Linked DNA regions of Columba livia: region 2 is linked to region 1. The links are chromatin contacts, called in public Hi-C maps. All regions are on one chromosome and are shown on one strand. The core of a region is the stretch at or near the end of the contact, and the rest is flanking DNA. Distances in the headings are between cores, read along the strand shown. Region 1 holds the start of LOC102092964 (sodium-dependent neutral amino acid transporter B(0)AT1). Region 2 has its middle 15 kb from the start of LPCAT1.

What was found. Hi-C and Micro-C count contacts between places; a contact is called where the count stands out from the background.
Region 2: a contact with region 1 is called in a Hi-C map of crop, with 6 times the contacts expected there. The contact joins the enhancer-like site here to the promoter of LOC102092964 in region 1. A contact is called at or near these places in 2 of 2 Hi-C or Micro-C datasets (crop and liver).

Annotation. Positions count from the first base shown.
Region 1 is chr2:95,019,302-95,024,089 of bColLiv1.pat.W.v2, forward strand. It overlaps LOC102092964 (sodium-dependent neutral amino acid transporter B(0)AT1), which reads left to right and starts at 1,713. Exons shown (of 12, transcript XM_005509991.4): 1 at 1,713-2,006. The coding sequence starts at 1,805.
Region 2 is chr2:95,239,445-95,244,658 of bColLiv1.pat.W.v2, forward strand. No RefSeq gene overlaps it. Among named protein-coding and RNA genes, the nearest start is that of LPCAT1, 15 kb to the left of the region's middle. Within about 2 kb of position 3,862, at least 2 of the 3 cell types and tissues checked have an H3K27ac peak away from gene starts, as active enhancers do.

The sequences.
Region 1 (4,788 bases), core at 463-2,962:
GATCACAACTGAATGTATTAGGTGAGCTAAATAGGAGATATAGAGTGAACACAGAACTAGGTAAAGATTTGATGATAAGGGTAAGCTGTGCTGAAAGCAGAAATGGTGGTCTAAGGAAAGGTTACTAAAGCAGTTCCTCAAGGATCAGCTTAGGAACAGTCTTTTGTCAGTCTTTCAGTAATGACTAAGAACAAAAAGTAGTGGCATGTTACTGAAATGCTCATTGCACAGCTCATAAGTATTCACCATGCTGAAAAAAATAACAGGAAGAACTGAATAGCTCAATGTACTACAGTAGCAGTAACTGGGTGAAATTTAAAATATGCTTTGGGTAACTTAGAAAAAGAAATTCTGCTGCAAGCTATGAACTATTAGTTGGAATCACCAAAGGAGAGGAAAGGTGTTGATCCAGTGTTTAATCAGGAGACAGCTCATCTGCAGAGCTGACAGGGTCATGAATAAGGCAAGTGCTATTGCTAGGCAGACTGATAGAGATTCCTCAAGTAAAGCTAAGGGAATATTAATACTTGATTACAAGGCACAGGAAAAATCCATCTGGGTTACTGTATATAGTTGTCCAGATGAAGGATGAAGGCTTTTTTTGCAACTTTTCTATTCAAGAGGTAATTAACAACCTTCTTGGGGTGTAAGAGGACTGAAATTCTAGACCAGCCTTTTAGAAACAGGGACTATAAAAAATCAATTTGAGTCAATGTGATGAGGTTGCAAAGGGATGCTGTGGTGTGTTCACCTTCTTCGGCAGGGGCTGGACTTACAAGCTCCCTTCTAGTTCTTTAGTTTGACCACCCTGTATCATGGTATGCAATGAGCCTGTCAGGTTTAGCCAACAAAATTCTTTCTTACGATATATACGATGTTAGATTTTATATATAGTTTTTAGTGGCATGTACTTAACTTTTAATATCACTGAGGTACAACTGGAAGTCTTATAATAACTATAATGAAAGAACAAGGATGTGAGTAAAATCTGTGATATTTGTTAACCTTTTTTTTTTTTTAATGTATATTTGACCAGTGTATCATAGGGTCATTGAAAAGGTGAAGGGACCTTTGCTTTCAAGTCCATTTACAAGAAAGATGTTATGTTCTCCAGATCTTGTTCTATAATGATTAGAGACATTCAGGTAAGCAGATTATGCTTATGATTTTAAAGGTCAGATCTTATAATCTCTTTCATTCTCCATCCTTTTTGTCAGAGCTTTTAGTACAGTAGGATCTCTTACAGAGAAGGAAGAACATACTCCAGTAATTATCATGAAACATACAATTTTGTAAGCATACATTGCGGGAAACAGAATGTGGTGGTGATTCACAAGCAGTTTATCTTCCTGATAAAAAATAGTACGAAACCTCTATATTCATCCTGAGGCCAGTGGAATTTTTTTTGCTCCATATTTGCTAGGGCTATATATGTATTTAAATGAGTTTAAACAGAGGAGTGGCAAGGGGTGTTTCATAACCTTATTGGTGATTAGAGTTTATAGCCAAATTATGTCCCCAATTACGTTAGCTGAAATCAATGTCTTCTACTAGATGAACAGCCTGTTCCATAAAACCTTGACAGATAAAGCTTTAATAAGTGTCAGAGCTGACTTGGTCAATTGAATTATTTGCTGACGCTTCTTTTTGCCACAAGCCTGCTCTTTTGAGTTTAGTGTCAAAGGTTCACTATATATAGCTGAAGACAGCAAATAGATGCTTTGTTTTTCTGCAGATTTCTAACCAGCTGCCTGTTTCATTATCTCCTCACTGGAGCAGTGTTTCCAGTCAGAAAATTAAAAATATGGTGAAGCTCCAGTTGCCCAATCGTGGCCTGGAGGACAGGATACCTTCTCATGCAGAACTTGAGGTCCTTGAGAAAGAAGAGGCAGACTCCAGACCAAAATGGGATAACAAGGCTCAGTATATGCTGACGTGCGTAGGGTTTTGTGTGGGCTTAGGAAATGTCTGGCGGTTTCCATATTTGTGTCAGAGCCACGGTGGAGGTATGTCTCTAATATATCTTTACTAATTTTGGCTCTAAACTAGATTTAATCTCTCTTTTGGGAAACAAATAACGGAGTATGTTTAGAACTGTTTGGTTCTTGTAAGAACAGGGATGTTCATCTCTACAGGACTGTCTTATGGAGAAGGTTATTTCACAGGTTATGAACACCCACTGAAGTCATGCTAGTGATGGAAAAAAAGAAGGAATGGGTTTTATTTCAGGACACTAGATTGATCAAATCAGTCTTGCACTGTCATCTACACAATATGTTTCCTCAATCTTAAACTAATGTTACTTTATCACATATATAGAATGTCTATTTCAAAACATTAACAAACTACTTGAGAGTATGATTCTGATCATGATCCCAAATGATCTTTTCATAGTAGGATTTTCGTTGTTTTGGGGCTGCTTTGTATAGCAACTGTAGGGTCAATGTCTGTGTAATTTGTGATAGGAGTAACGGCATGAAAGTAATTGACAGTAAGAATATGTTTTTTAGAAGTTGATGTTATTAAGTAGTTCGAAATCCAAATGTATGCTGTTTACCACATAATTCACTGTGACTCCTTAGGGTTCAGGTTAGGACTGAAGGATCATATTAAAATTTTCTTTCATGGTTTTGCTGTTTGTTTTTAAAATTACCTTGAGCTGAACCATTGCTTAAATATGACCACACAAATTTCTCATTTTCTGACAGTCTTTTCTGCCCACTATCTACTTGTTATCTGCATTTTACTCTGGAATATGTGTAAAAATGGTTTGTTCTTTTGTGAAGTTTGACCTTGACAGAAAACTTATGGCTTAAGGAACAGTATTTCAAAGTGATTTTCATTAAGTATACACAGTGAGATGTTTAAAAATCGCTCTTCCTAGTTAGAGTAGGGACCAAGGAGGGCTCTGTAGTGAGCTGATTGCACAAACTCAGGCACGTTTCACAACGGATGACTCAGTTGCAAGAAGAAATGCTTTTAACATGGATATTTTTATAACATGAGCTGGTGTTTAGATTTTGCAGTGCAAACAAGATCATTCGCATCACAGTGAACTCTTGTTACAAAAGCATTACAAGGCACACACACTCAAAAAATCATAACCCCCTTTCCATGTGTGACAATTTTCATTTGAAAAAGTGGATGGTTATCTCTAAAATTCCTGGCACTCATTGGCTTCTCAGGTTCTTCTGCTTGGTCTTAGAAAGTGGACATGCCTTGTTTCCCAGGATTGATTTACAGACACTTTTCTGCTTTTCTGTCTATCTTTTCTTTCCCTCATGTTCTAGCCACATGAAATGCAGCTGGAAAATGAACATCAAACAAACGCAAAGAACTTGGTATGGACCATGGTTTTATGACGGATGTTGGTGAAGATTTATGAATTCCTTGTGTGTGTCTGTCAATACTCTGTTTTAATTTAGCCTTTGGTGGCAATTATTTTTCTTTCTCATCATCCTGTGGCCTGTCCTTGCTCAGGGACACTTAACAACAGTTATCCTCAGCTTCTTGTTTCCTTGGGACTCTCTCACTCACTCAGTTTTTAGGCAGAAGTTGAAAGGCAGCACATAGCAAAGAAATTAAATAGCTGGCTCTGGGCTTCAAGCTACTGTACATATGTTGGCACTGCAGCCAGACTTGCTACTTTCTCTATCAATTCTTCTGTATAACCCCAAATACTGTGACTCTTATCACAACATAAGAGGGAGCAGTGATGTCTTCCTGTGGCTTCCTTAGAAAGAGCTCCTTAACTTCATCACACATTGAGGGTGGAAAGCTGTTGTGCAATCCCTCCTCCCTCCCTGCTGTACAGTGTATCTCAGTCTCTTCTGGCAGGTCTAAATCCAATTCCTGCCACCACTGCCATCCTCTCATCACAGCAGCTCTCATCATGGGACTATCTGTATCATAAAAACAGATCTTGAAGTTCTTATTTCTGAAGGCATTTTGGTGATGAGACATTTTCTACCTCATGAGATTTTTCTGGCTCCTGCAGCTCTAATTCCTGTTCCCAGCATAGCAAACACCCAATAGATTCCATGTTCCCAGCATAGCAAACACCCATTAGATGCAGCGCTCTGCATCATCTTTGATTGACACTGACACTCTTAAGTCTGGCTTCAGCTACCTCCAGCTGGAAACACATATTTACCAGACATTTTGGGCAAGTTTTGCCTCAGTTTTTGCCACTCAATGTGATGTCCAAGATGATTCATTCATCTTCGCATTTCTGTGGCCCCCTCAGGGACACAGACATGCCTCTGTAACAGAGTAGGTGAAAAGTGCAAGGTTCTGCACCTTCTTCCAAGTTAAGTAATACAAAGCATATACTACACTCATGAGCGTGCTGAGGGAGCTCCATTTTCCCTTACTCTCGCCAGTGCCTTTACCCTGGATGGTGTATGTCTTCACAGTTTGCATATTCAAGATATGCCTTCACTGAATCCTGGGTGCAGAGCAGCAGGAGTCCCTGCTGATGCTCTCTCACTAGAAATGGGGATTGTGCTGCTCTTCACTCTGTCCCTGGCATGATTACTTTACAGATTCCTGAAGCTCACTTTGGATAGGAAGATGGATAATAGCCATGCATTATGAGATATAAAAAAATGCAGCTGTTTTCCACACAATAAATGCCTGCGGAGGATGAGAGAAAGTCTGGTATCATCACATGATTAGAAGTTGTCTTATAAAGTGCATGCAGAGTCCAGGTTGCATAGACTACCTCATGAAAACAGTTTCTAATTTCTTGTCTTTGCTGTCTTAAATTCTTTCTTTTTGAAATATAAG
Region 2 (5,214 bases), core at 2,612-5,111, 220 kb after region 1:
CCCTATTAAGAGTGACAAACCAGTCTTACTGTAACTACAGACTTCTCTGTAACTCTGACAAACAACAGAGAAATATTCTTCCTGTGAATAAACTCGTATTGGGTTCATGAAACTCACCAGCAGCCCAATGGTATTTCCAAATGCATTGCAACACTGGCTACTGCTCCTTCATGATGGCAGTGTGTACTACTGTCCTAACAACCAACTTATCAACAGTGCTCTGGTTACAACAATCATAAATGCTGGTCTTCTGGATGTAAGAGGAAAATCTCATATCCCAAAGAGAAGCAGCACACTTCTAAGAAAGAAATTTTGCTGGTGCTGTCAGGTGTTGGTCTGTTTCACGAACCAGTGGTAGCTGTTTTGAGCCAAAGACAGGCAGTTCTTGCAAGAAAACAAACAAACAAACAAAACCACAACTCTTTGGGAATGCTTCATATAGATGTATCTGCTCAGCTTTAGCTTTTTTCCACCTCAGAAATCTATGCCATCAGCCATTAGACAGTACCACAACCTGAGTTTTACAGCAGCTCTGACCAGGTTTGTGCATGTCTGGAAATCCTCAGTATGATTGTGGCACGTGTGCATGGTGGCTGTGCACAGCAGGGTGCTCTCAGTGACTGCACAGTCTGTTTGCAGCGCCAGCTTGTTCTGCCTCAGCCCGGCAAGTGCAGTGTTCCCAGGAACCAGCAGCAGTTGTTCTTTGTGCACCCAAAGAGCATGAGGTAGCCCCAAATGCATGTGCTCCAACTCTGCTGCACACAGATAATGTGTCAGACTCAGCTAACTATACATCTTGTTGTTCTGTATTAATTTGTACCTTTCTTTTTCCATCTTGGGACTTGATGATGCTTAAGCGCTTTTAAAGTGGACAGACTTGGACTCTTTGTATCTCTGACTGGGAGATACTTTTTGCTATCTTCAGTCATTTTTGCAGCTCATCTCTGAAATGTGTCCAATATTTCAACATCTTTCTTATGTGTGTTGCTGGTACCAGGTAGACTGATAAAAGAGCTGCTCAGATGAAAGGGAGTAGGGGAAGGAATCAGTAGGTGTTACCCATGAATTCAAATAAATTAATACCATTTTGGGGATCCAATCTGTGCTACTGTGTCTGCCAATGGAATAGCAAAAGTGAGTGGCTGTGTGGAATATTATTTAGGGGTGTGTGGAGGGGTTTTGATAGATAAAGATTTATTGCTGAATTAGTCAGGCTCAAGGGAATCTCAAGGCCTCTTCGAGAAGCTGAGAACAGAATCTGCTGTGAGAAAGAGGGGTGTTCCTCAGTCAGCTGGGTCCTGGCATGGCGTGAATCATCGGATGTATCATCAGTGAGACTCCAGTGCATGGACAGCCCATGATACTCATTTAGTGAATCCATGCTTGGAGCGTGGACACGTGATTAGAATATAGTTGCATATATAAGGAGGCTGGTTTCTGTAATAAATGGCTTTAGCGTGATTCACATTAAATCGTCTTGTTTTGCTGAGTCCTTATTTCGCTCCAACAGGGGTGTGTGGGTTTTTTTTACCTGTCAAAAATGAAGATGGTAACACCTTACGGCACTAATGGAGGAGCTAAAAATAATTGCAGCAAGAATGAAGATAACCAGATAAAAAAAGCTACACAATATGTCTATACATATTTTTTACTTAAGTGGCTTTCTGAGAGATGGTGTTTCTGCATGAGCCTGCTTTGCAAAAAACATCTCAGAGGCATTCTCCAGGCTGTGTGAAATCCTGCATCTGAAGTAAGGCATGAGGCAGGGAGGGCAGTCCCTACTGTGGGAAGGCTGCTTGGCCAAGGCACGCTGCCATCGTGTAGCTAGGGACATGGCAAGGGGCTGAGGGTTACTGGGAGGAGAAGTTGTAGAAAAAGGAGAATAAAACTGAAAATGTCATGCTTGTGAGTTCTTAGAAAACACGAGGAAAGAGCAAAATTACTGCAGCCTGGGAATCTGGGAAGGTGAATTGAGCTCTGCAAGAAGACACTTGATTTTTGTTGGTTCACCAGTCCATGAAACAACTTGCTCCTGCCCTTGCATTGCAGCAGGTTAATCTGGTTATGGCTTTGCTAAAGCCAGGAGCACCATCTAGTGGAAACCTACCCTAATCCAACGAATAATTTGAACTGTTTCTAGTGGGTAACAGATTTTGTCTATACGCTAGAAGTATATATGTTTTCTTTTATCTCTATTTACAAACACAGGAGAATAGTTTAAGTCTAGAGTCACAAATCAAATGAGTTACAGAAGTGTTTTAATTCTATTGTCATTCCTATTTAGCCACTGTTACTATCAATTTTCATGGCAATTGTAAAAGTACAGCATATCCCTTTACATGATCCCTTCTTTATAAGTGCTCTGGATTCTCCACTGCTATACTTAATATTTGGTGTTTTCACATTCGCATTACAGCACTCAGTGTTCTAACCTGCTCCCTTGGATTCAGTTTATGTGCTTGTAAATATCTGAACAAGGACAGAGGGGTGAAGAAGAGTATGGTGCAAATGTATTCAGTGAAAGAACAGTGCAATGGAAGACCATAAAAGGAAGTGCAAAGAATAGAAATATAGAAATAAGTGTTCATCAAATTCCTATGCTTTTTCTATAATAGATTTGACATTAAACTCTCAAAGCTACTTCCTAAGATATGCATTTTCTAACATTTTATGAAAATAATTTTGTGCTGAGTTATAAATAAATATAAATAAATGTTTCAAGCTAGAAAAGAGCTGTATGCATGTATGAGAAAGAATATGATAAAAATCCCTTACTTTTTAAGCATTTTCTAGGAATGTGGCAAGTAGAGCTCTTTCAATGAAGGTGCCAAGTGGCATATTTAAAGTAACTAAGATGGAATGCCTTTAGACACATTTTATTTACAAAGTTTAGAATTCATTGTTACAAGATGTTGTGGAGAGGGGAAACAGGTTAAAAAAAGAGATTGGGCATATTTTCGAACACAGCAGTTTAGCTCCAGCCTTGGAAATCTCCCAGCAGCTGCTATCTGGAAGCTGGTAGGATTTATCAGTCTTAAAAGCAGAGGAATGGCTGTGCTGGTATGGATCTTGGGCCAACTAATCCATTATCCCGTCTCCAACAGTGTCCAAGAGCAGATGGTTTGGGAACAATAAAAGCAAATCTATAAAATACTTCCCTTTTCAAACTTCCCTGGCTGAGGGTATTTCTTGAGTCTGCTGTGATCTCATTTATAACACTCAGGATCTTTTAAGAGCTCCTGCAGCCTCCCTTTGAGCCCCACCAGATTTCTTGCAGCTGTGGTCTCTTGGGTGAGGAGTTTCTCAGCTCCCCTGTCTGCTGAGCTGCTTGCTTCTCTTTGTTTTGAATGTGGCTGCTACTAAACTGACTTAATGGCTTTTGCAGCTTGTACAGGATGAGACAGGGAACATTCAGTCCCTCTGCCATTCAGGATATTGCAAAATCACTCACTGTGAGCCCTCGCTGTCCCCATATGTTACTGGAGTGCTGCTCCCAAGCCCTTACTCTCTCTGGTGCATGGGGGCATGATGAAATTTCAGCTGATTCAGGGGGTGTTTCCCCTGCGACATAAGGCAGAGTGCTCAGGGCTGCTGTGGTCCTTTTCTGTCCCCAACCTCTTCCCTGACCCTGCTCCTGGCTGTGGGCTCCTGACTCCTTGTATTCTTGTTCCAGCATCAATGCAATTCAACATCTGTGCTTATAACAGCCCTAGGATGCTTTGAGCTGCATCATCTGGTTCTGGAAATGTGGTGCAAGGATCCCTGGGCTGGATTTTCCCAGACTGTCTGAGATGAAACCAAATGGGCTTGGGGAATTAAAAAAAAAGGCAGCATGGTTTGCCCAGGACTGTGACTCAGCTCATAAACTCACTATGATCTGAGCTGTCTCTGCAGGTGCTTTGCCTTCCCACCACAAACCCCATCAAATGTGGGGTTCCAGAAAGAGGTCTGGGGTTGTGCGAGCTGCCTGAAGGGCAGAGCATCCCAGTGGCTCAGAGCATGTTCCTGGGGGCAATTGAAATAAATCTGCCTGTGGAGCTGGACTCAGCCATCTCAGACTTAAACAAACATGATGGCACTGCATGTCTCTGCTGGACGTCTCTATTTTGACATCTTTTTATAGATTTGGTAACTATCACTGTTACCTAAATTAGAGTTTACTCACCCAGAAAAGCTTCTAGACCAAGCAGTTTGTTTCAGAGAGATTGACAACCTCAATACCCCTCCTCCCCTTCCCCACCCCCCCCCCCAGATTCTTTCTTTCCGTAGCTTTGTCTCACTTGCATTTTTTTCCTTCCAGCCTAATGAATTTGCCTTGCTGTTATGTATCCAGAAGAAAAGAGTATGTCAAGGAGGGGATAGTCTATCTTTTGGTGAATTTGGTGTATACAGGTCACTGATGTTGTTGCAGCTGAGTTGGCTGTCTTGGGAATGGAGTAGAGCCATTTGAAACAGCAGCTGCTCCTGTCTGAGCCTCCAACCTTGTGAGTATGAATTGTGCCTGTGGCAGCAAAATTAATGGCTAACATAAAAGGAGAAATATAATAGAAAGCAGGTGGCCTCTTGAAAATGCAGCCAGAGCTCCAGGACCACATTTGTCCTGCAGCGCACATCGCCAGCCATGCGTTTTCTTTACCCGAAGTACTTTCTGTAACCCTTTTCTGTAACCTTACTCCTTACTTGACCCTTAGTCCTCCCAGAGGCCCATCCATCAGCCTTCGAAACTTGATATCAAAGTATAATTAAAGTGAATGCATCCAGGCCCCAGTAAAAAGACTGCAAATCCCTGCAATGTTGCGTGTGTCCATTTATATTTTCTGTTCAGATGCTTTTATTTGTAAAAACAATCAAGTTGTGAACATCCTTATCCTCAAAGAATGTAATGCCATCATGCAAAGCAGCATGCATTTGAAGTCTGCATCTTCCTTTCTATTTAACAGAGAGTGCTGTGTCTTTGTTGATTCAACTCCATGTTTCACTGAACTAGATCAAAAACACTTAAAATTCATTTTTCAGAGATGAGCTTGAGGCACAGAGATCAGACGGGGCTATGAGTCTACCTTTGTAACATCTCAGTTTTTTTACAGATCTGCGATCTGATTCACTATACCAGAAGATCATTCCCTAACAGTGGCACAAAATGTGAACTTTATATTTTAAAGGCCTATCTAAAAAAGTTGCCTTCTAAGATAGGTGAGGTGAGCTACCTAGGGG